6 separate regions of the Mus musculus genome follow, and all the other regions are linked to region 2. A link is a contact called in public ChIA-PET, HiCAR-type and HiChIP or PLAC-seq data. All regions are on one chromosome and are shown on one strand. The core of a region is the stretch at or near the end of the contact, and the rest is flanking DNA. Distances in the headings are between cores, read along the strand shown. Region 1 overlaps Gm12610 (predicted gene 12610). Region 2 holds the start of Mtap (methylthioadenosine phosphorylase). Region 3 overlaps Gm12610 (predicted gene 12610). Region 4 overlaps Gm12610 (predicted gene 12610). Region 5 has its middle 15 kb from the start of Ifnab. Region 6 has its middle 140 kb from the start of Dmrta1.

The links. ChIA-PET counts read pairs in DNA pulled down with a chosen protein or histone mark. HiCAR-type assays count read pairs that join an accessible place to other places. HiChIP or PLAC-seq counts read pairs in DNA pulled down with a chosen protein or histone mark.
Region 1: a contact with region 2 is called in a BATF HiChIP or PLAC-seq map of CD8 T cells, with 9 read pairs. The contact joins the enhancer-like site here to the promoter of Mtap in region 2. A contact is called at or near these places in 2 of 39 promoter capture datasets (the C10 cell line and neural stem cells), 3 of 15 datasets of contacts at CTCF or cohesin (CD8 T cells, the NIH/3T3 cell line and pro-B cells), 5 of 115 datasets of contacts at active chromatin or transcription factors (CD8 T cells, bone marrow-derived macrophages, fibro-adipogenic progenitors and 2 more) and 1 of 9 other capture datasets (adipose tissue).
Region 3: an H3K4me3 HiChIP or PLAC-seq map of bone marrow-derived macrophages shows a contact between it and region 2, with 8 times the contacts expected there. The contact joins the enhancer-like site here to the promoter of Mtap in region 2. A contact is called at or near these places in 1 of 39 promoter capture datasets (the C10 cell line), 2 of 15 datasets of contacts at CTCF or cohesin (the NIH/3T3 cell line and large pre-B cells), 17 of 484 Hi-C or Micro-C datasets (CD8 T cells, ECoMG myeloid progenitors, Th2 cells and 12 more), 21 of 115 datasets of contacts at active chromatin or transcription factors (the 230-238 cell line, bone marrow-derived dendritic cells, bone marrow-derived macrophages and 17 more) and 1 of 9 other capture datasets (adipose tissue).
Region 4: a HiCAR-type map of astrocytes shows a contact between it and region 2, with 2.3 times the contacts expected there. The contact joins the enhancer-like site here to the promoter of Mtap in region 2. A contact is called at or near these places in 1 of 39 promoter capture datasets (cranial neural crest), 1 of 15 datasets of contacts at CTCF or cohesin (the NIH/3T3 cell line), 15 of 484 Hi-C or Micro-C datasets (the HL-1 cell line, Sertoli cells, bone marrow-derived macrophages and 9 more), 9 of 115 datasets of contacts at active chromatin or transcription factors (astrocytes, bone marrow-derived macrophages, cardiomyocytes and 5 more) and 1 of 9 other capture datasets (liver).
Region 5: an H3K4me3 HiChIP or PLAC-seq map of bone marrow-derived macrophages shows a contact between it and region 2, with 4 times the contacts expected there. The contact joins the enhancer-like site here to the promoter of Mtap in region 2. A contact is called at or near these places in 4 of 484 Hi-C or Micro-C datasets (CD4 T cells, the G1E-ER4 cell line and embryonic stem cells), 2 of 115 datasets of contacts at active chromatin or transcription factors (astrocytes and bone marrow-derived macrophages) and 1 of 9 other capture datasets (liver).
Region 6: a contact with region 2 is called in an RNA polymerase II ChIA-PET map of memory CD8 T cells, with 56 read pairs. The contact joins the enhancer-like site here to the promoter of Mtap in region 2. A contact is called at or near these places in 2 of 39 promoter capture datasets (the C10 cell line and liver), 2 of 15 datasets of contacts at CTCF or cohesin (CD8 T cells and the NIH/3T3 cell line), 3 of 484 Hi-C or Micro-C datasets (CD4 T cells, the HPC-5 cell line and bone marrow-derived macrophages), 17 of 115 datasets of contacts at active chromatin or transcription factors (the 230-238 cell line, CD8 T cells, the NIH/3T3 cell line and 13 more) and 2 of 9 other capture datasets (adipose tissue and liver).

What each region holds. Positions count from the first base shown.
Region 1 is chr4:89,391,663-89,395,181 of GRCm38.p6, reverse strand. All of the region lies in intron 4 of Gm12610 (predicted gene 12610), which reads right to left. Among named protein-coding and RNA genes, the nearest start is that of Cdkn2b, 82 kb to the right of the region's middle. Within about 2 kb of position 1,666, at least 25 of the 459 cell types and tissues checked have an H3K27ac peak or open chromatin away from gene starts, as enhancers often do. A contact at or near this core is called in CD8 T cells, the NIH/3T3 cell line and adipose tissue, where this site is marked.
Region 2 is chr4:89,135,195-89,138,757 of GRCm38.p6, reverse strand. Mtap (methylthioadenosine phosphorylase) reads right to left here and starts at 1,388. Exons shown (of 8, transcript NM_024433.2): 1 at 1,234-1,388. The coding sequence starts at 1,266.
Region 3 is chr4:89,506,875-89,510,078 of GRCm38.p6, reverse strand. The region is part of intron 7 of Gm12610 (predicted gene 12610); the gene reads right to left. Among named protein-coding and RNA genes, the nearest start is that of Dmrta1, 180 kb to the left of the region's middle. Within about 2 kb of position 1,833, at least 40 of the 459 cell types and tissues checked have an H3K27ac peak or open chromatin away from gene starts, as enhancers often do. A contact at or near this core is called in the NIH/3T3 cell line, bone marrow-derived macrophages, embryonic fibroblasts and 2 more, where this site is marked.
Region 4 is chr4:89,426,469-89,429,878 of GRCm38.p6, reverse strand. The region is part of intron 5 of Gm12610 (predicted gene 12610); the gene reads right to left. Among named protein-coding and RNA genes, the nearest start is that of Cdkn2b, 120 kb to the right of the region's middle. RefSeq lists an enhancer at 775-3,410. Within about 2 kb of position 1,773, at least 81 of the 459 cell types and tissues checked have an H3K27ac peak or open chromatin away from gene starts, as enhancers often do. A contact at or near this core is called in the NIH/3T3 cell line, astrocytes, brown adipocytes and 4 more, where this site is marked.
Region 5 is chr4:88,704,638-88,707,889 of GRCm38.p6, reverse strand. No RefSeq gene overlaps it. Among named protein-coding and RNA genes, the nearest start is that of Ifnab, 15 kb to the right of the region's middle. Within about 2 kb of position 1,804, at least 44 of the 459 cell types and tissues checked have an H3K27ac peak or open chromatin away from gene starts, as enhancers often do. A contact at or near this core is called in bone marrow-derived macrophages, where this site is marked.
Region 6 is chr4:89,548,594-89,552,143 of GRCm38.p6, reverse strand. No RefSeq gene overlaps it. Among named protein-coding and RNA genes, the nearest start is that of Dmrta1, 140 kb to the left of the region's middle. Within about 2 kb of position 1,428, at least 27 of the 459 cell types and tissues checked have an H3K27ac peak or open chromatin away from gene starts, as enhancers often do. A contact at or near this core is called in CD8 T cells, effector CD8 T cells and memory CD8 T cells, where this site is marked.

The sequences.
Region 1 (3,519 bases), core at 417-2,916, 260 kb before region 2:
CTCAAGACATATTGCATCATTATGTCATTTTCTCATTCTTTATAAGATACAAAAAAATTCAACAAGCTGTGGAATAACAGTAATAACACAGGAGTGCGTAAGTATAGGCACAACTCACAAAAGTAGATATTACAACTCACTTGGCAGTTATCGATCAGGTGGGTAGCAAATACCTGTCATGTTAGCACTTGAGACGTGGAGACAGAAGTCATCCAATAAAAGGAAGGAGAAGAAGGAGGAAGAGGAAAGAGAGGGATGGAGGGAGGTAAGAAGGGAGGAAGGGAAAAGTTACATACATGATAAAATATAAATCTAGAAAAAAATATGGCTTTAGTTTAAATATAAAAGGTTCCAGGCATGGTGGCACATCTTTGATCCAGCATTTAGGAGGCAGAAGCAGGTGTATCTCTACGAATTCAAGACCAGCCTGGTCTACTTAGTGAGTTTCAGGCTAGCCAAGGGATACACAGTGAGACTATCCCAAAAGAAGGAAAAACAGAGACAGAGAAATACAACAACATACATACATACATACATACATACATACATACATACATACATACACACATATGGGAAATATAAATGAAAAAAGAATACACACTATAGTCAGGGATTGATTCTGAGTGGTGGAAATTTTCCTGCTTATTAACATTTTATACATTCATTTATTGTTTTGTTATGGTTTTTAATTGTAGGTGAGTGTTTGTAGGTGCTTTTAGATGCCCTGGAGTTGGAATTACAGCAGTTATGAGCTGCCCAACATGAGTTCTGGGAATAAAACTCTGGTCTTCTGCAAGAGCAGTCCACACTCCTAACCATCAAGCCATCTCTCCAGCACCTACATTTTATATTTTAAAAAGAAGTAGGTAAATATAAAACAACACTATTTTTATATCTTATACTCATAAATTGAATGATGAAATGTGGGCTTTGTGTTTTAAAGTTTCATATTTTCAGATAATGAAAACTTCACTTGAAAATGAATAAAAAGTGTTAGCACGCTGAAAAACCATAGTACATTTTTGGAACGTTTCTGGGTTGGGCTCAGCCAACCTTTCTTCTATTTTCTCAGTCAGGTAACTGTAAAGCTATGGACCAGCAGTCTGGTGGCCTGTGGTCATCGTAGCTGTTAGATAACTTCCTTGACAGTCTGAATATGTTGCCCTTTTCTTGTCTACGTTATAGACTATGCTTAACAGGACACTGGCTCTATCATCTATCAGGCTTTTTCCCAGCTGTCCATTTCCACGAAGTGATGTAAAACGCAGGACCACACAGGCAAGAGCTGGTTTTAATTGTTAAACATTTCCCATTGTGTTTGGTCTCCTCTTCCTCCCTAGTGGTCTCCATGAGAACTCCTCTGAAAAGAGCTGCTCCTTCAAGCCTTCCAACGCAAATAGGAGCCAACTCCTACAGCATATCCTTCAAAGAAACAGGTCACAAGCCAGTATTGGCCTATGACATCTCAGAACCTCAGAAGAAAACAGATGACAGCTTGACCACAGAGAACATAGAAAATATCAAAGGACCCTTGTTACTGTCTCACAGTGGCCAAGATACTCTTAAGTTTCTGTTCCAAAATATCTTGGCAGCCATTTTACCCTAGGGAGGCAGTGAGGGGAAAGTTTGTTCTTGCAACATTACCACCAGGCGAGGGGGGAAAACCCCAGTCTTACACACACAAACAGGACTCTACCTCTGACTGAATACACCCAGGCAAACAGACATTCCTGATATTTCTTGCCTTCTGTTGTAGCTCCTCATCATCATTTCTCAGAAACTAAAACCACAAGGTACCACAAAGGGATATTTTCAGAGCTGTAATGTGGGCACCTGGCTATTTCACCTGCTGTAGGCGGTTTCAATCAAATCCATTTCTGTAAAGCAATGCTGTCCTAGATGACTGTACTGAAACCCCATCAAAAGTGCTGAGTGAGGGGTGTCAGGATCCCTAGAAAGACATTTTGACAGTTTTCAAAAAAAAAGTCTAATGAATGCAATATAAGGGTATGTGAACATAAGATTAAGAAGCAGGCTAGATGGATGGATAGATGGATGGATGGATGGATGGATGGATGGATGGATGGATGGATGGACAGACTGTTGCTGTGTCAGTGAAGAAGGGTCAGGCTGTCTCAGAGGAATGCTGACCTGAGCAAGGGAAAGAAACAAAGAATAAAAGCATCTGCAGGCAATTTCAGTTCTATAAAAACAAATGCACTTTGACCTCACTTTGGGTTAATAGCTGAGCATGTATGGAATTATATGGAAGAGAGCCAAGCCTTCTAAAAGCACCACAAATCCTTTCCTTGTTTAAAACAGGGAAATCCCACCCTCTTAGCTCTCCTCTTTTTTCAGAAATTAAGCTTCTGAAATTAAATGATCTCTAATATTTGCATTATTCACTGACTTCTTTGAATTTTAGCAAAGAGAATGAATCAGTGCTTTAAAAAAAAAACTACAAAAAAAAAGTCTGATAGAAAGCCAACTGGAAAATTTCTCTGGCATTTGTGTTGCTGTCTCCCCAAGAAGGCTGGCTACACTGTGGTCTTCCCTAGCTCTCTCGTGGGATCCGAACAATCGTAGGAAAAATCTAAACCAATCATTAACACTTTTCATTTTACCAGACCATGGGGAAACCCCAAGATTATACACATCTCCTTTCCTGAAGGAAATTGGAACCCTAAAACACTGAGTAAGAATTGGGGAGCAATGGCGGTACATGCCTTTAATACCAGTACTTGGAAGCAGAGGTAGGCAGATCTCTGAGAGCTACACAGAGAAACCCTATCTCAGAAAACAAACAAAACACTGCCTAAGAAAGCCTCAGCTAAGATTTGAAAGGATTTTAGAACAGATTTACAGAGAAGGAAAATGCACACTCATCCCACATGGGGAAAAAAATGTGCAGGGGAAATCATTAAACGGAAAAAAAAAAAGAAGTATGTGGAATACACATAATCTACAAGGGCTGGAGATATGAGATGACTTTAACAGTCAAAAGCACTGGCTGCTCTTCCAGAGTACCTTCAGAGCTGTGTGCTAACTCCAGTTCCAGGGAATCCAGTGTCCTTTCCTGGCACCAGTCACACATGCTATATATACATATACGCAAAGGCAAAACACCCATACATGTAAAAAATACAATGATAAAATATTTTAAATTCATATATAATCTACAATAATTTATTAAAAGGGAAAGCCTCCGACTTTCTCCTGACCTGACTAACAAGGTCTACTGCTTGTTGGATTTTGAGACACACCTCCAGATTCCACACGCCCTTTATCTCTCCTGCCCTGAATGTATGCAGCACAAACTGCCCCATCAGGAAAGGACCTAACTGCTTCAAATGGTGTCAAGTTGGGAAGAGCTTTGTTGTTGTTGTTGTTATTGTTCTTGTTGTTTGACTTCTTTTTTAAGTGAAGTATTTCAGGAAGCATTATAAAACGACTCAAACATGAACAGGAAGAGGCAAAAATGCAGATTTCAGTTAGTGGTAAGTTTCATGAGTCAAATGA
Region 2 (3,563 bases), core at 139-2,638:
GAGATGACAAATAGATCTATCTTCAAATCACAGGCCTCTACCTCAGTGAAATTTCCAGCCCACAATATGTTAAAATCTCCACTTTATAAATAAGTACCTACTGTACCTTGCACATGAAGACCCTTTCTGCCCCGTTCCTGCTGACTGGAACCATGGCTTTCTATAAATGTAAATAATCCTTTTCAAAATGGAGAAAAGAAAAAGTTGGCCCCTATGACCGAATGCAGCAACCTCACCCTGAGTGGTTCATGAAGCCCTGCAGGGCCCCAGTATACAATGCCCTGGCACGCTGAAGGCTAAATGCAGAGATGGGCCTCTTGCAAGGGCATCAAACGGCACTGCAGGCAATCAAAAGGATGCCTGAAGAAAACTGTGCACTTCCTGTAGCATGGGTCAGAAATTCCTAAACTGAATCAAATTAACTGCGTTCTTGGCTAATAATAAACAGCCTAGAAAGGACTTAAACACCAGTGTTTCCTGGGCTCCGTTATTCCACTCTCTACCCATCAATCAGGATGTGTTTAAAACTCCCCAAGGGAGGCTCACTCCAACTCTCAGAACTCATGCTCTCATCTGGCCAGCTGTTCCCGGCGCACAAGAGTCCCTTGTGTCCAGATCTCTGGGGACCTAAGGCCTAAGAAAATAACTCTAACTTTCAAGGTTGGAAAGCGGTTTATAAGACAGAGGCCTCCAGTCTGAGAGCGGTCCGCGCTCTGTTTCAGTATTTAAAAAGTCTCAGAGCTCCCTCAGCTCTGCGCTGCCGAGGTAAAACAAAGCAAAAGGAAATCTAAGTTTGGAGGGGGAAATGAAGCCGAAGCATGCAAAAGAGCAAGTGCCAGCTCTCCCACGTGGGCCTAGTCAAAGTAGCGGAAGCTTAAGTCCCGTAAGACTAGAGGGACCGACGCAGCAGCCGCAGGAGCTGAGCCACGCGCCAGCTCCCGCCTGGGGGGGAGTGGTACTAAAAGAGGGTGGCAGCGGGGCGCAGTCCCCTCCATCATCCCGCTCCCCCTTCTATTACCCCACTCCCCATCAGAGCCCCGGTTACCACCGCTCGGGCCCGGAATGCAGATGAGTTCAAAGGCTGGGGACATCGGGGTGGCGCTGGGTGCCGCGCGCCCTGTCCCCTCCCTGCTGAGCGGTGGGTGGGGGGCGCTCCGGCTGGGGACACAGCCTGGAGGCTCGAGAAGGAACCCTGCAGGGCTGGCCCATTCACAGCTTGTAGGGTGATCTCACCTTCACCGCCGTGCAGGCGGAGCCCGAGGCCATGTCTGCACCAGGGAAGTCCACAGCGGGCCGCAGCGTGGGACCGGGAGGAGACTGCGGGGCCGGCGTGGCGCGGGAGTGAGCAGTGCGGGGACCCACGGGCTCTGGCTCCTCCTCTTCCTCCCGGGGAGCGCGGGATTGGCTGTTCTCCTCCACCCTCCTCCTCAAATCAGGTTCCCGCCTCCCGTCCCTCTTGCAGAGTTTTCGGCTTCTCGGGGCTTCTGTTGTTACTGTGCAGCCTGATGGCGAGTCTATGATCAAGATAGAAAAGCCACTTAGGATGTGCTTGTCACTTTGTCTTTTAACTGTTTCACAAGAACATGGTGAGGTAGCGCATTACTGCCAGTTCTGCGGCGACTTGGCTGCCCCGGTGGCCAGGGCTGTAAAATCAGGGCCTGCCGCATTCCTGGGCTTTGGGGAGGGCGGAGGGAAACTGAAGAGTGCTAGCTTGAGATTCCCGCCCCCCACAGCTCTGATTTACAAACTGGTTTATTTAGCTTCTGTTTGGCGGGGAGCTTTTAAGGAGGCAGGACCCTCCCCAACACCCAGCCTGATGCTACCAGCAAGGGGCATTTTTAAAATTCCTTTATACAATGGCTAGTGATGCAGATTTGTAATCCCACTCACTCATGAAGTCTGGTCAGCAAGCAGTATGGCAAGTTCAAAGTCTTACTTGGTTACAGAGTGAGTTCAAGACCATCTTGAGCAATATTAAGAGTCTATCTCAAAAATAAACAGAGGGCTTGGTATTTAGCTCAGCACTAAAGTGTTTATCTAGCATCCAAGGAGACACTAGCTTCAATCCTCACTCCAATAAAATAAGCAAAAATTAAAACAAAACTTTCTATGCCAGGGCAGCATACGGTACAGCAGGATTCAGGTCAGGACCTGTGTCTCTGTGATGCAATACCAGCAAGACCCACTCTGACCCCAGCGACCTTTCCCCTGGATACTCTCTCTGAGAGGCCCTATCCCTTCTCTACTAGGACAATTCATTATAGCCTTTGATGGTACAAGCTGCGCCAAACAAAATGCTGGGCAGCAGCTATCTTTTTTTTTTTCTTAGTTTATTTCATTATTTATATGTATGCACACACAAATACCTGCAGGTGTGTTTGTGTTTGTGTGTGTGTGTGTGTGTGTGTGTGTTTGTCCAGAACCCAGCCTGAAGCTGGAGTAACAGGCAACTGTGAACTGCCTGATATAGATTCTGGAAACCGAATTTACCTCTACAAGTGCTCTTAACCCCTGAGCCATCTCTCCAACCCTGGGTGACAGCTATCATTTTTTAAGGTTTATTTATTACTATATCTAAGTACACTGTAGCTGTCGTCAGATGCACTAGAAGAGGGCATCAGATCTCATTACGGATGGTTGTAAGCCACCATGTGGTTGCTGGGATTTGAACTCAGGACCTTTGGAAGAGCAGACAGTACTCTTAACAGCTGAGCCATCTCGCCAGCCCTGGGTGACAGCTATCTTAAGGGTGGTCCCCCGAGATATAGAAAAAGCTACAAATTTCTCTGTGGTTGGGAAGGAGCCAAGGAAGGAGATTCTGTTTTCTTCTTCTCAGCAGTGTTAACTGAAAGTTCCCAGAGAAAAGGTACCCTCGACTCGCATTCGACGAGGCCGATGAACTAATCAGGCTTGTGGAGAGTTGGAAAGTTTCTGGCCCAGAGCCTACCTTGCCCTGTCTTGCCCCACTAAGTGGTACTTACTATCTGCCTTTCTGTGTGCCTTATTGTCCTTGTGCCTATTGGGTAAATCTTTTGGAGTGTACAAAGCTAGCTCCCACCAATCCCAAAGGCGAGCCTCATCGGTAGCATCTGCAGCCTACACTCTATCCTTCCCTATAAGTCACCTGTGTGATGTTTTCAGGAATACATTCAAAGTGTTTTCCTGTGTGACTTTTGTTGTTGTCGTTGTTCCGTTCCTATGACAACTTGGTGAAACTGTTACTGTCCTGGAACATAATTTGGGTTGAACTAAATCTGTGTTCCCTGCCCTGGCCACTCATGCTTGGGTCCAAAACAAGTTCTCAGACTGTCTTTGGTGTGAGAGCTGGTGTTTATGTCAGTAGTAAAGCAATACCCGTACACCTCCATTTAATGAATCTCCACCTTCTGTTGGTGTGGATGCTGCCTGATGCTGTGTAGACCCATTCGTCGCCATTATCCACTCTGTGTCTAAGTTTTCTCAAGATATAAACATTTCTTCTGTTACAATCATTTTAGGTTATAAAATACAATGGAAAGCTGGGTGTGGTGGCGTAAGGCTGTGATTTTAGCATATAGAAGACA
Region 3 (3,204 bases), core at 584-3,083, 370 kb before region 2:
AAGGCACTGTGTTGTGCTCCGGCTTCATTTAAATGTAACGCACATCTGTCACCACACTGGAAATGTGAATCTAACAAAATTCCCCCGGGATAATAGATGACCAAGGGATCTCAAAGAGGGTTAAACCAAAGGCACACTGGACATGGTAGTATGCAACCTGTTTTATTTTTTTTTCTTGGCATATTCAAACAACACACCTCCCCATCTTCCAGGGTAGGCCCCACATCCTCCTATGCCACCCTGTACCTCCCATGCACTAGGAACAATGATGGCCACGTAGAGTATTTTCTTCCAGACGTAGGTAAAGAAACAAATGAAGAAATAATTACATGAGGAAAGAAAGGAAATGACAAATGAAGAGAGGAGATGCACTGTTTGGCCAATCGGTATTTATTCTATGACTACAACTTTTATGGTTATTTTGTGTATAGTCACATCTTGCAACTAACAATAAGCCTATGAAGTTTGACTCTGTACAATGACAATGCCTTGGCTAAATTTAGCCCCAGTAGTCAGATGAATTTAAAAAAACTTCCACACATATTGAAATATTTCTGAGTTGTTGAAGATTAAAAAAAAATCAGATTTTCAACTAAGGAACCTTGATAATGGGAAAATAGTCTTCCCCAGGGAAGGGCACACTAATTATCCAATAACCAATTATTGCTTATGTAACACGAAGTGGTCAGCCCTGAACGCATACGTACAAGTAATATTAATCAGGTTGAGCAGTTGTACATATATATTTAGGAATATATATGTGTGTGTGTGTGTGTGTGTGTGTGTGTGTGTGTGTGTGTACACACACCAATCATGAATAAAAAAGACATCATGAATCTGAGAAAGAGCAAGCAAGGGTTTATGGGAAGCTTTGAAGGAAGGAAAGGGAAGGGGGAAATGATGTAATTAATTATATTATAATCTCAAAAAATATAAGAACTAATTTTGCAGCATTAGGTTTGTAGGAGTTGCAAACAACTCATAATGAAAGATGAGAGATACTTTTGAAATGTTAAGAGAGAATTCTTGGGAAGTTAACACACATAAATAAGTGCGTAAATGAGCAAGAGAAAAAGCCAAAGCAGGTGGGCAGGTATAAACTGCTGGGGCTGGAACAGAAAAGAGACGAGAGAAGTTCCGGGGGGAAATGTGTCTATATGATGAAGTACCTCAGTTAGTCCTAGGAGGGCTCAGAATGAGGGGCCTGACCTGAGATGGCCTGCTCTTGAGAGAAAGCACTGATAATGTGTAGTAATCAATTGGCACATGCGCAGGAAGACAGGAAAAGAATGAAGAAAAAGAAAAACCTTGAGGGGCCAGCAAGGCCAGCTGGGGAAAACCAGCAAAAATACGGGCAGCAGAGTAGAAAGACAAATGTGTGGAGCCAGCGCTTTATGCCTCTAAGGCCATTTGCACTTAGCAGTCCTAACAAACCAAACGTGTTAATCATTTCCTTATGCTTCCCTGTGGATTTTACCACCTCCTTGCTTGCTGTCTGCTCACTGCAGGTGCTTACAAAACACTTGCCGATTGAAAGGGGGAGGGGGATGAGAGAAACTGATGGAGATTTTTTGTGCAGCTTAGGTGAACCCCTGTGCAGGCTTCTTTAAGGGACCCAGTAGACCTGTGTATTGTGTTGAGCTCATTTTGTAGTAGCCCAAGCAAAGAAATTCAGTAAGATTGGCTTCCCAGCCTGGACAAAGCTGACTGCTTAGCTTTCTCTGCAAGTGTAGTTGTTTGACTTATAAACAGATTGCCCTCTGCTTTGCTTCATGGTCTGCTGCACGGCAGAAGAAATGTCTGAGATTGCATTTCTGTTGTGACTCATCTCAACAAGGAACACTGCAAGACAGACACCAGACACCTCGCAATCCCCAGAAAAATGAGCAAGGAGCCCATCAGGCCATGGTACAGAGTAGAAATGCAGGAACTTCATAATGAGGCTGGTTTTTTTTTAAAAAAAAATTAATAAAATGAAAAAGAAGAAGGAGGGAAGAGAGGAGAGGAGGAGGATGAAGAAGGAGGAGAGGAGAAGAAGAGAAACACACCTAGCAGTGTAGAAGAGGGGGTAGTAAATGACAGGACAGTGTGGGTCCATTTCAGAGAACTTTTCTCTTAAAAGACTGTTTATAATGGCAATGTATATAAATTCTTTTTATTTTTTCTTTTTATTTTTCCTGGAGCAAGTTAAAAAGGTACCACTCTCTCCAAAGAGGGGTATTCCTAATTCGTCAACGTGATGGCATGTCGCATAACCTCAAAATACACCATTACTCATTTATGTGGTAGCATAAAAATTCACTCATTTATTGATCAAACCAAAAGGCTGCTTACTTTCTCCTCTCTTCATCTCTGATGAGCTATGTCATAGGATGTCTGCAAGCATCAAACAGGATTAGGCAAGATTAATTTGATCAGAATCAGGACAATATTCTAGCTACCCAAAGAAACCCTCTCAGGAGAAGGTCATCCAACAGGAAACAAAAACGGAAGCTTTGTAGAGTGATTTTCTTTTGAAAAATGAATGTGTATCTGAGAAAGTCAGGGAAATTCTGAGAGATCAGAAGTGACGAGAAATCACATAACCACAGAGCCATCCAAGGACCAGAATCAGCATTTGCCTTGTGGGTCTTTGTGATTCAGGAGGACCTAGGACTCCATGCCAATAAGTTGAAAAACAGCCCCGAAGCTGGGATTCCCAAAAGACAATGGTGTCAAAGGCACACTGAGCAACTCTCCCATGTCACCCTTGTAGCCAGTGTGTGAGAAAAGAAAATCTGCATCAGACACCTACAGGCAAAATCCTTCAACCAGAGAAATCAAAGGGCCTCGAACCACCATCTCTGTGAGGATCCAGTAATGAAAGTAAAGCTGAAATCCTAGTCTGAAAGATTACCAGGTTTTTGGTGCCATCATGCCCCTGACAGCAGTAAGTGACCAGCTCAAAGCAAAGGTCCTTACGTGGGCTCCATAGCCCCTTCCATTCACAGGATCTATAAAATGGAGTAGGGAAATGCTATGTATTTGTTTTTATAACTGGTGTCTCATAACTTAGTATTTCTGACTATTATGAGAAGAAAAAGCAGAAATTGTGGTCATTAGAATAATAACGAGCATTTTCTCTAATATGTCAGATATTTTCATATTATGACAACTGTTCTAATTACCACTAAACATCATTTGTGCTTATTAGGATTCTATTAC
Region 4 (3,410 bases), core at 524-3,023, 290 kb before region 2:
ACACCCAATATCCCTCATTTAAAGAGCCATGAACTGACTTATGTCTGTGGATGCCACAGAGTCAAACAGCTTTCCTTAAGTCTATAACTGGATACTTAAGGACTCAAATATAAAGTCAAAATGTCTAGATTTATTCTTTGTCTCCTAGCTGCTATTTCATCTGTCTAGATGTCTGTTTCTTCTGAATGGAGTTACAGTGAAACTTCCATTTGAACCACAATGCAGACATGTATATACACATTCTATGAAAGCTCTTAGATTTTAAATTAATCGCTCTAGCATTGCTGTGATGCAACAGTAACAGATTACATGAAGAAAAAGGATTTGCTTCAGCTCATGGTTTCAGGGAATTCAGCCCATTGAGGCAGAGGCAGAAGCACTCAGCTCACACCATGGCAGGCAGAGACAGCAACAGAAGACTATCATGGAGAAGAGGCACCTCAGTGACCCACTTTCTTCAGCTAAGCTCCAATCTCAAAATCTACAGAAACTTTCCAAATATTGTCATCAGTTGGAGACTAAATGCTCAAAATGTGAGCCTATGGGTACATTTAAGATTCAAATTTTAACAGCATTTGACAGGAGTTTTTATTCTGTTGTGGTATATATTAAAATATTGGTTATATTGTATATCAATTTTTTCTGTTTCTTTGTGTGAACTATTAGTCTTTTGGAAAAAAATAAAAAATAAAAAAAACAGCAGTAAACCCCTGATACCTGATGCTTTGGATGTGAGAAAATATAACTTTGAATGAATAGACAAATAGGTAAAGGGCGCTGAAAGAACACGCCATCCTTGTAGGAGACGTCACATGGAAGAGAACTCAGGCTCATGGGGAATTTAGAGTTGGTGGTATGCTACTGTCCCCATCCTATCCAAATCCTGTCTCTTTCTTAGTGACATTACCATTCCACATAGGCAAAGCTTCAAGACTGCCTTACCCACAAAACCATACAGCTTTCTTGGGCATCTTTAAGAGGACAATGGACAGTCCAAATCAGATGGGCTGGGCTGTGAGGAAAGCCACTGCCACCAATGTCATATAGATCCCCTTTCTCCTTCTTGCCATTTACAGCATGTTATCTGGATGCCTGACCTTGCCAAGCAAAATCTAGTTAATCTTTACAGTGCCATTCCCCTTTATGGCCTCTATGATATGGCAGTGCCATATGGTGGCAGTGCTGTGGAAAGGACTCTGCTCTTAGCTGGTGAGCAGGCTTGTGCTGCACTAAGCAAATAATCTGCCTCTTGCATCATCCATCACATCCCTGCTCAGTGGAAGACACATCCACCTCTACTAAGGACACGAGAGAAGAGGCTCTACCATAAGTTTCTACCTCAGTATACACATGTGCATATGAATTCTCACTGAAAGAGATGGCAGACTGGAGATATTGCTGCTGAGTTGCAATACCTGCTAGTGGAGCCCACTGCTGTCACAGACCAGCAGTACCATTCAAGGACACCTTGATCTCAGTATACAGAAAACTCTCAGTCCACCAATCAGGTCTTCAATCTGTTCTCTAGGTTCTCTAGGTTCCGCTGACTAAAATCCAACAAGCTGGCCTTAGAAGCAAATGCGGGATCTATCTCACTGTTGCTGTGATTACAGGTTGTGTGTTTCTCGTAGCTTTAATCATGCCTACATTCTTTCTCAGAAGGAGCTGTTTGAAGCCTGCAGAATGCTGAGGTTTGGACACATTTCTGAGGTAGCCACCACAGCTTCTGATTGGACAGCCACTCTCGGACCATGTAGGCCTTTTGCTGTTGACTCACCAGAGGGCAGCAACTTGGCAGCTTGATGTCAGCGTGCAAGAATGTCAGGCTGCTCTCTCCAGGCAACCACCCTCTGGCCGCCAACAACTCCACACTCAACCAAGAGCTGAGCAAGGCTGCCCAGGTTTACACTCTGGCAAACCCCCTGCCTGGGCTTTTCACTGCCCTGGATTTCGTGCCACAGCAAAAGAGAAACAAAAGCAAAGGAACAAACAAAAAGCCCACACCTTAGTTCACATCACTAAACCCTAGTTGTGACGGGAGTGTGTATGAGACTGGGTATGGTTGTCTGTATAGCTCTCTGCAACACACACACACACACACACACACACACACACACACACACACACACACACTTTTCCCAATAGGAAGCACTAGAATGCAGGATGTAATCTGTCAGGATGCATAAGTAAGATTTCTAAATTATTGAGCATATAGAAATACGTGCTACTACACTCCCGAATATTTGATTTGCCTCAAATTCCTCATAGCTCTGACTACTCTGACTGAAACCTTCACTTGGACTTAGGACTGTCTGTGAAGTGTTTTATAATCCCATGACTAGATTTTTTTTTAGGGGGAGTGGCTTCCTGGTGCTCATGTGGCATGGCAGAGTTGTCAGAGAGCATGCAGCCTGGCTCTGTGTCTACTCTTGAGCATTACCTAGATTCACATCTTCTGTGATCTTAGTAGCACCCCCTCATTCAGGAAAAAAAAGAGTCAGAGTCATGTGTCTACATTCATTAAAATGCCCGTGCTCACAGAGTATTTTCGATGGTTGTAATTTTAGTCAACTGAAAGCAGTAAACCTATTAAAAGATCTATGGATCCATGGCCAAGGTCAAGCAATTAACCACATTACACAGTAAACCAAGGTTGAATTAGTGATTCACAGGAACTAAGTATTCCCTGACTCAGTTTGCTAATGTGTGGAAGTCCAAAGATTAAGGTTATTTGATTCTTATAGCAAACCAGGATTGAGATAAAAGTTCCCTCTTTGGTCTTGTCTTCATTTCATTTCTTTACCCTGAGGAATGGCTACAACTTCAACTTCTCCATTCTGTCTGTATTTTCTAGAACTGTCCAATCTGGCTAATGCAGTGGGTAGATCACCCCCCAAAAATATTTCCATATCATAATCCTCCAAGTTTACTAATATGATTTTTATATGAAAACTTAAGAATTAACTTAAGATGAATTAACTCAGTTAGTCACAGTAGGCAAGAAATCCAATAATAAATGTCCTTATAGAAGCACACAGAGAAGAGGCTGAGAGAAAAGAGATAGCAGAAAATACAGTGAGGTAACTTCCAGATGAAAACTTCCTGAAGACACTGGAAGTTCAGAAAATTCTCCTATATAACCTGTGTGGATGGCAAGAGCCTGCTGATATCCTGACTGAATTTACCACCCCTACAACTCTGCATTGATTTCCACTGCCTTAAAGCCATGGTGTTTGTAGACACTGGATGATAGATACAGAGAAAGAATCCATTACAAACTCTATGTCATGTAAAGAATAATGCAGGCAATGCAGGTCTAGGTGGAAAAATGATGCTATTAATGTCCTGCATGAATGTTCATGAATCAACGAGTCATGGTACATGATTGCAGGAAGCCTGTAGTCCCCAAA
Region 5 (3,252 bases), core at 555-3,054, 430 kb after region 2:
CTCACTGTCTGACATTTCAAACCTTCATTTGTATTGTAATTTTGAGATAAATCCATTCAATCGTTAGATAGTTTTAAGAGTATTAAGTTACATTGTTGTGTTCAACTCTAAGGGAATTTATTTTTTATAAACACAAAGATATATCCATAGGAACTACCCCAAAGGAAGAGTCCCAAATGGCAGAATTATGAGTTCCAAAAAGGCTGGAGAGTTGGCTCTCATCATTTTAAAGAAGCGCCACACCCAGGCTATTGTGCTGTGCTTACACAATGTGCTGGTGGGCATCATTGTCACATGCTTTCTACTGTGACTTCAGAGCATCCAATTCCTGGAACAGGGACACAGGATAAGGAATTCCTTTCCACTATCTCCTTTAATTCCCTCACTTTAAAAATATTACAGGACCTTGTGAGTCCCAAACACATTAACAGAATTCTCAGATCTTCAACATCACACATAGAAAAGAGTTCTTGACTAGCTGAAATTGCAAAATGAACCATGGGATCCAGTAAACAAGAGAAATGTATGCAATTCTAGGGCAAAGGGGACTGGAAACTATTAAAGGAACTGAAAATACAAAACCTGCAACACAGCTGTACAGAGAACATAACTTTGTGTTGAAATTCTTCTCTGTTTAGAGATGTGTGTGTGTGTGTGTGTGTGTGTGTGTGTTTGTGTGTGTGTGTGATGTTCAATCACTTCATTTTCTCCAAGCCTTAGTTTTCTCTGGATTAAAATAAAGTCAAAGTGCTTACATGGTTGTTCTGAACAGCAAACAACGTGCATTGTAAAACACTTAGTTATTGTCTTCCATACATAATATTTTAAATATGCTAGGTATCTGTTAAGAGCTGGACTGATCAAGTGAGGTTTTCCCTGAACCACTGATTTATGGAGAAGGAACACAGTGTGGCAGAGCCAATAATATGTTGGAGCCAGCGCCTTGGGAGAGCTGTGGCTTAGGACCATGAGAACCCAGTTCTTCCTACTCTATGGGACTATGGTGATGAGCCCCAAGGCTGCTGTATGCTCCGTCTACAGTGCTCTTGAGACACCCTGTGTCCTCCCTGTACAACACTGTTAGCATTTTGCTGACTTATTTCTATTTGTATGTTGGTTTCTGCTGACTACCATTTCTCTCCTGGAAATAGTATATACAGAGCTATACTCTTTAAGTAAGTTTGCTTGGCATGAGATATAGCTTGTGCAAATCCTTCAAACTCTTATATTCTCTATTTTCAATCCTTTATCTTATGATCTCCTGGTTCTCTCTCAGGACCCTCTCTCTCTCTCTCTCTCTCTCACACATCTCTCTCTCTCTCACACACACACACACACACACATACATACACACACACAACACCTGCTGTTCTAGATCAAGTATCTCCCAATATTTTATTGTATGTGAAATATTATAAAAATATTGAAAAATACTTTTCAATGTATTATTTTTTTCTCTAAAATTGTTAGGCAATGTAGCCACTACTCAGTAGCTGACTTCAAAGGGAGCAGCTTAAATAGGTAATAGTAGGTTTTGAAGTCTGGGGAGGCAGAGAAGCACCACAGGTCAGGAGAGATCTTCATTTGAAGGAAGACTCTTACATTTAGTTAGGAGATAGGAGGCTCAATGGGAAAACGTTTGGAGGAAAGTGCAGAAGGCCTGTGATGTTCAGTTAGTGATTGGATAGCTGTCACCTTTGCCATGTGACCTCTGTCATCTCTCCCTTCACCTTTCTGCCTGTTCACACATAGCTGCTTTCTCTTCCGTCTGGTTTCAGCTCAGCAGTTTCCCTAAAGAGCAGAAGCCACAAATAGAAAGCAGAAGTTCAATGAAACGTCTGTGTTTTGTGATGCATCTGCTAGAGAGCACTCCTAATAGCTGTTCCATATAATTTAATGCTGTACCCAAAGGAAGCTTGCAGGATGTAGTGCTTCTGGGTTAAGGGAAACCCAGGGAAGTGCTATGCCTGGAAAGTAAGTTTACCAAGGGCAGCAACCGGGACTGGGGCACATTCTGGTCATTCTGAAATCTCATCATTGAATGGAGATTTTCTTCATATTGCTGAGGATCATTTTTTTTTTTTTTTTTGGTAATCCTAACAGCTACACATTGTAATTGAAGGAAGACTTATAAAAATGCATCATAATATTAAAATATTTTACATATCTTAGTAGACATCTTCAGAGCATTTTTTTTTCCAAGAAAACACATCAAGGAAGAGTTCTGAAGAAGACTGGAAAACAGTCACTCCTCACATGGGAACAGCTCTTACTTTATATTCAGCTAGGATAAGACTGTAGATAGGAATACTGGAAGGCAGTTGGTGTCCTGTATCAAAGTGAAATATGCAGTATTCCCTTGAGGATTTAGACACTGAGCATACTTCTCTACCCTTATCCCCAGTGTCTAGTTGTCACAATCCACAGTAATCCGGTAAAATCAGAACTCTAGAAGCTTCTAATTAATCAATCAGATTTATGTATCAATAAATTCTTAATACACAAGATGCCCACACAATAAATTCAGGGCCAATTGATAATGATACAAGCTGCCCACCTAGATTAGACAAATTACCCCAATTACTCTATCCCTATATGATACCATATCTATCTACCTGTGGCTTTAAAAACACATGGAATCTGAATTATCCTGTTTATCCTCCATCTTGTTTCCTTCTTCCTACCTCTCTCCTCCATCTCCGTCTCTGCCCCTCCTTGCTCTGCCTCCCTTTTCCCTGTCCAATCACAGGCTTCTTGTTCTATAAATAATTTAATTAATTGGACAGGGAAAATTACCTTTATACATTACCTTTTCTGTTCAAATTTAAAACAAAAACTTTTCTCTCAAATATAAATTGAGCACTACTATTACCATTCTGTAATTTATAAGATATAAGGTAGACCTAACACCCAGCCCATCATTTTTGTCATTAAAATAGAACATTGTCATCTATCCTAACTTAAAAGACTTATACATTTGAATTATGTCCTGGCTTTAGATTGTAAATCATCTGAAAACCATTCTCTCAAATCTGTTCTCTCAGTGTAAGTAGCCTGGGTTGGCTATGAGACTATAAATAGTCTTTCAACCCTGTCAGAAATCTGAGAATACCAACATTAATTGAAAATATATAGGAAGCCTAACACAGCTTCCAGAACTGAGACTATTGTAGAGACAGCTGCCTACCTATACAGCCCCAGTAGGTCAGGAAGTTGGAGCATCAGTCTTCAGCCTTCTGGCCCAGGATCATC
Region 6 (3,550 bases), core at 179-2,678, 410 kb before region 2:
TTGGGGTTCTAGTTTTAAATTCCCCCCTCCCCCAGCTTTTTGGCTTTTTTTGCTTTACACAGTTGAGATTTGTTTTGTTTTGTTTTGTTTTGTTTTGTTTTGTTTTTGTTTTTGTTTTTCGAGACAGGGTTTCTCTGTTGTAGCCCTGGCTGTCCTGGAACTCACTCTGTAGACCAGGCTGGCCTCGAACTCAGAAATCTGCCTGCCTCTGCCCCCTGAGTGCTGGGATTAAAGGCGTGCACCACCACCGCCCAGCGCTTTACACAGTTGTTAAGCTTAGAAACTTTAGGAAATGGCTTGTCTGAGATTGGTTTATGTGTTTTTTCCTTGAAACAGTTGACAAGTTTGTTAGCCACATTTCAATGGGAGTATTAGAACTGCCAGCATGGGCTCGTAAGATAAGATGAGAGTTTTCTAATTAGGAGCCTTCCTGTTTGGTTAGCAGAAGCTACTACGCACTCGGTCTCCCTCATTCTAGTCACACAGTGGAAAGGAGGACAGCTCTGACTGGTCAGTGCTCTGCTCTTGCATGGGTTTGCAATGCTGCACTTCGTGACAGCCAGGTTACAGGCCATTCTCTCTTTTATTTTTTTTAAATTAATTTGTTATTTTATTTGTTTACATTTCAAGTGTTGTCTCCCTTCCCAGGTCTCCCCTCCACAAACCCCACATTCCATCCCCTCTCCTTTGCCTCTAAGAGGGTGCTCCTCCATCCACCCACCCACTCCCACCTCACCCCTCTAGCATCCCCATACACTGGGACAACAAACCTTCACAGGACCAAGGGCCTTCTCTCTCATTGATGCCAGATAAAGCAGTCCTCTGCTACATATGCAGCTGGAGCCATGGACCCATCCATGTATACACTTGGTTGGTGTTTTACAGGCCTATGATACTCTACCTTTTCATTGGTCTCAACAGGAGTAGAACAGGTCTGGGTTTTTGTTTTTGTTTTTGTTTTTTGGGGGGGCACTTTCTGAACCAGAGTTGAACTAAAGACCTGTTTTCTTTCTGTTTTTCTAATCATAGCCTTGCGTCTACATTCCACCTTGTCAGTGTAACAAACCAATTACCAGAGAGCTGGTTGGAGGCCTTTTCTTCAATGGCTTCTCTGAGCCAAGCAGAAGGAACACACTGGCCCATATGTATCATGTGTTACTCTAGCAGAGATTCCATGCTAGGCTATAAAATAAGAACTACAGTTTGGAGTGGTTTTTGTTAGAAGGTCTGCATTCCTGGCCCAGGGGACTTGGAGGGAGAGAGACTTCTGAGGGTAAGGGATAAAAGCCTTAGAGATAGATCTGTTGAAGCACAGAGGAAACAAACTTGACACATAAGTTTAAAATGCAGGAACAAAATGCAGGAAGCAGACAACTGACTACAAGCACCCCCAGAAAGTAGATCAACAGGAAACCACATTTTCTCACTTGTTTCAAAGTCTCGCCATTCAAACGTTCCCTTTGATCCTTGTACCCAAGCCTCATCAGCATGTTTGATGATATTGTGTTGATTGTTTTTGTATCTGTCCAGATTTATTATCATAAGCAAGCAACCTACTTACTTTTTTGTGTGTGTGGTGCAGTGTCCACCTTGAACAGCAGCCACAAACCAAGAGCCAAGAAGTTCTGAAGGCCAACTGCTATGAAGTAGATTTAGCACCTCGTGTACCTGTGAAAGGCCTTGGGCTAGCATAATTATTTGGTTTCTGAGTTCTAGAGTGTTTGAATAGCAAACGGCAGAGTTCATAAGAACCCCTGTTTCTGTACACACAGTGAAGGTGAAGTCCGGACTACTAACAACGAAGTAGGCGCTGCTCTTTTTGTTGAGGCAAGAGAAACTGTCAAGACAAGAGTGTATAGTCCTGAGTAAATGTGACTCTGGGAAGGACAGATGTCACAATCCATGCTCCTGCTCAGTACCTGAGAAGGCAGAGATAGGCTCAGGCCCTAGAGGGACCACTAAATCATGTTCAGCAGGCAGTAAATGAAAAGTTGTAATGTGTTATGTTTCTCACAGAACCTAGGAAAGTGGAGACTATGATTGCCCATTAAGGGAGTTAAGACATCTTATAGAGGAGGGTCCATAAAAGGGTTTTGGTTTGTGTCTCAGTGAGCTCTCCACTGAGCATATAGTCTTTGTACTTTTTTCAATTAGTATTTGATTCACAAATTCGGCCCAAAATATACTGACTGTGAACTAATAAACTCTTGGAGTCAGAAGTCCTTTGACAGACTTTTGAGGCATTGATGAGCCCGTCCAGTTTCCAAGTTTTAGGAGTGTAATTTAGCTATGTGTTATACCCAGAATAGAGACCTGAAGGCTTAGACATAAGTAATCTAGGTTTGGAATCAGAAAAAGGGTTTGACTTATGCCATAACTCAATGTGTTTTATAGAAAATGAGTCCTGCCTATTAGAGTCTCTCAAAGACTGCCCCTGATATGACAAAATGATGTGTTTGGCAAATCCTTTTAAAGAGTGTTTTATAATCTCATTGTTAAGACTCATAAGAGGGATCCATCTGTTGGTGTGAGTTCTATCTGTATTTAAGTCACCAGAATGTAGGGAATTTTGACAGCTCCAAGTGGCCTTCTGTTACTGCCACCTTGGCACAACTTACATAGGTTCCATTCACACTGATGGTTGGGGAATAGGGATTCAGGAACAAAGAGGAAATAGGAGAGGGTCAAACAGAAGTTTTAAAACCAGCATGCAGTGTGTCTGGGTGTTTTAAAAGCAGCATCCAGTGTGTTTAGGAAGACAAATGAAGTGAGCTTGCTGGTAGTACAATGATCAGACACCTAGGACTAGGCTTGTACTGTGATGGCAGACTTAGAGTTCTAAGAAAATTTTAGAAACTGATCTCACTCCAAATGAAACCTATGAGGCTACCCCATATAACCAGATAAGGAGTGAATTTTCTAAGTAGGGAGCTGATGCTTTCTTATCAAGAGGAAAACATGAGAAAAGATTTTTGGAAAATGGTGGAAAGGTTGTGGGTGCACACGAGGGGACTCGAATCAAGTATTGAGGTCTTGAGTCTATGAGTCTTGGGAATTATGTTTATACGTCCAGGAGTCTTCTTGAACAACAAGTGCCCAACCCTTATACTCATCCCTGATCCCTGATTCTTGATGAACTTACACGGGACAAAGAAGGGTTCAGAGACACAAACGGTCTCTGAAGCATAACTGCCATGCAAGTAGCTAGAATCTGAGATGCTCTAATGATACAAGAACATCCTCAGATGAGCACAGTCTCGGGAGGCCTGGCTGAGGAGAGAAAAAAAGAAACACAAGAGAAATCTGGCCCACCCAGCAGCTGCCCCTGGATCTGGAGAAAGAGAACTAGACAGAAGACAATAGCCCTGCAGCAAACCCATCAGTCTCCAGGGTTTAGGTCCCAGCAAAGTGCTGCCTTGAAAGGATGACATTGTGACTGAAAGATCTGTTAAACATTCTGGGAACATCACCCTTTATCATGGCAGGACTTGTCTTCAAGAAGACTGGATTTCATTAGTGTTGCCTAGCCCAGATATTGTGGCCTCTGTGG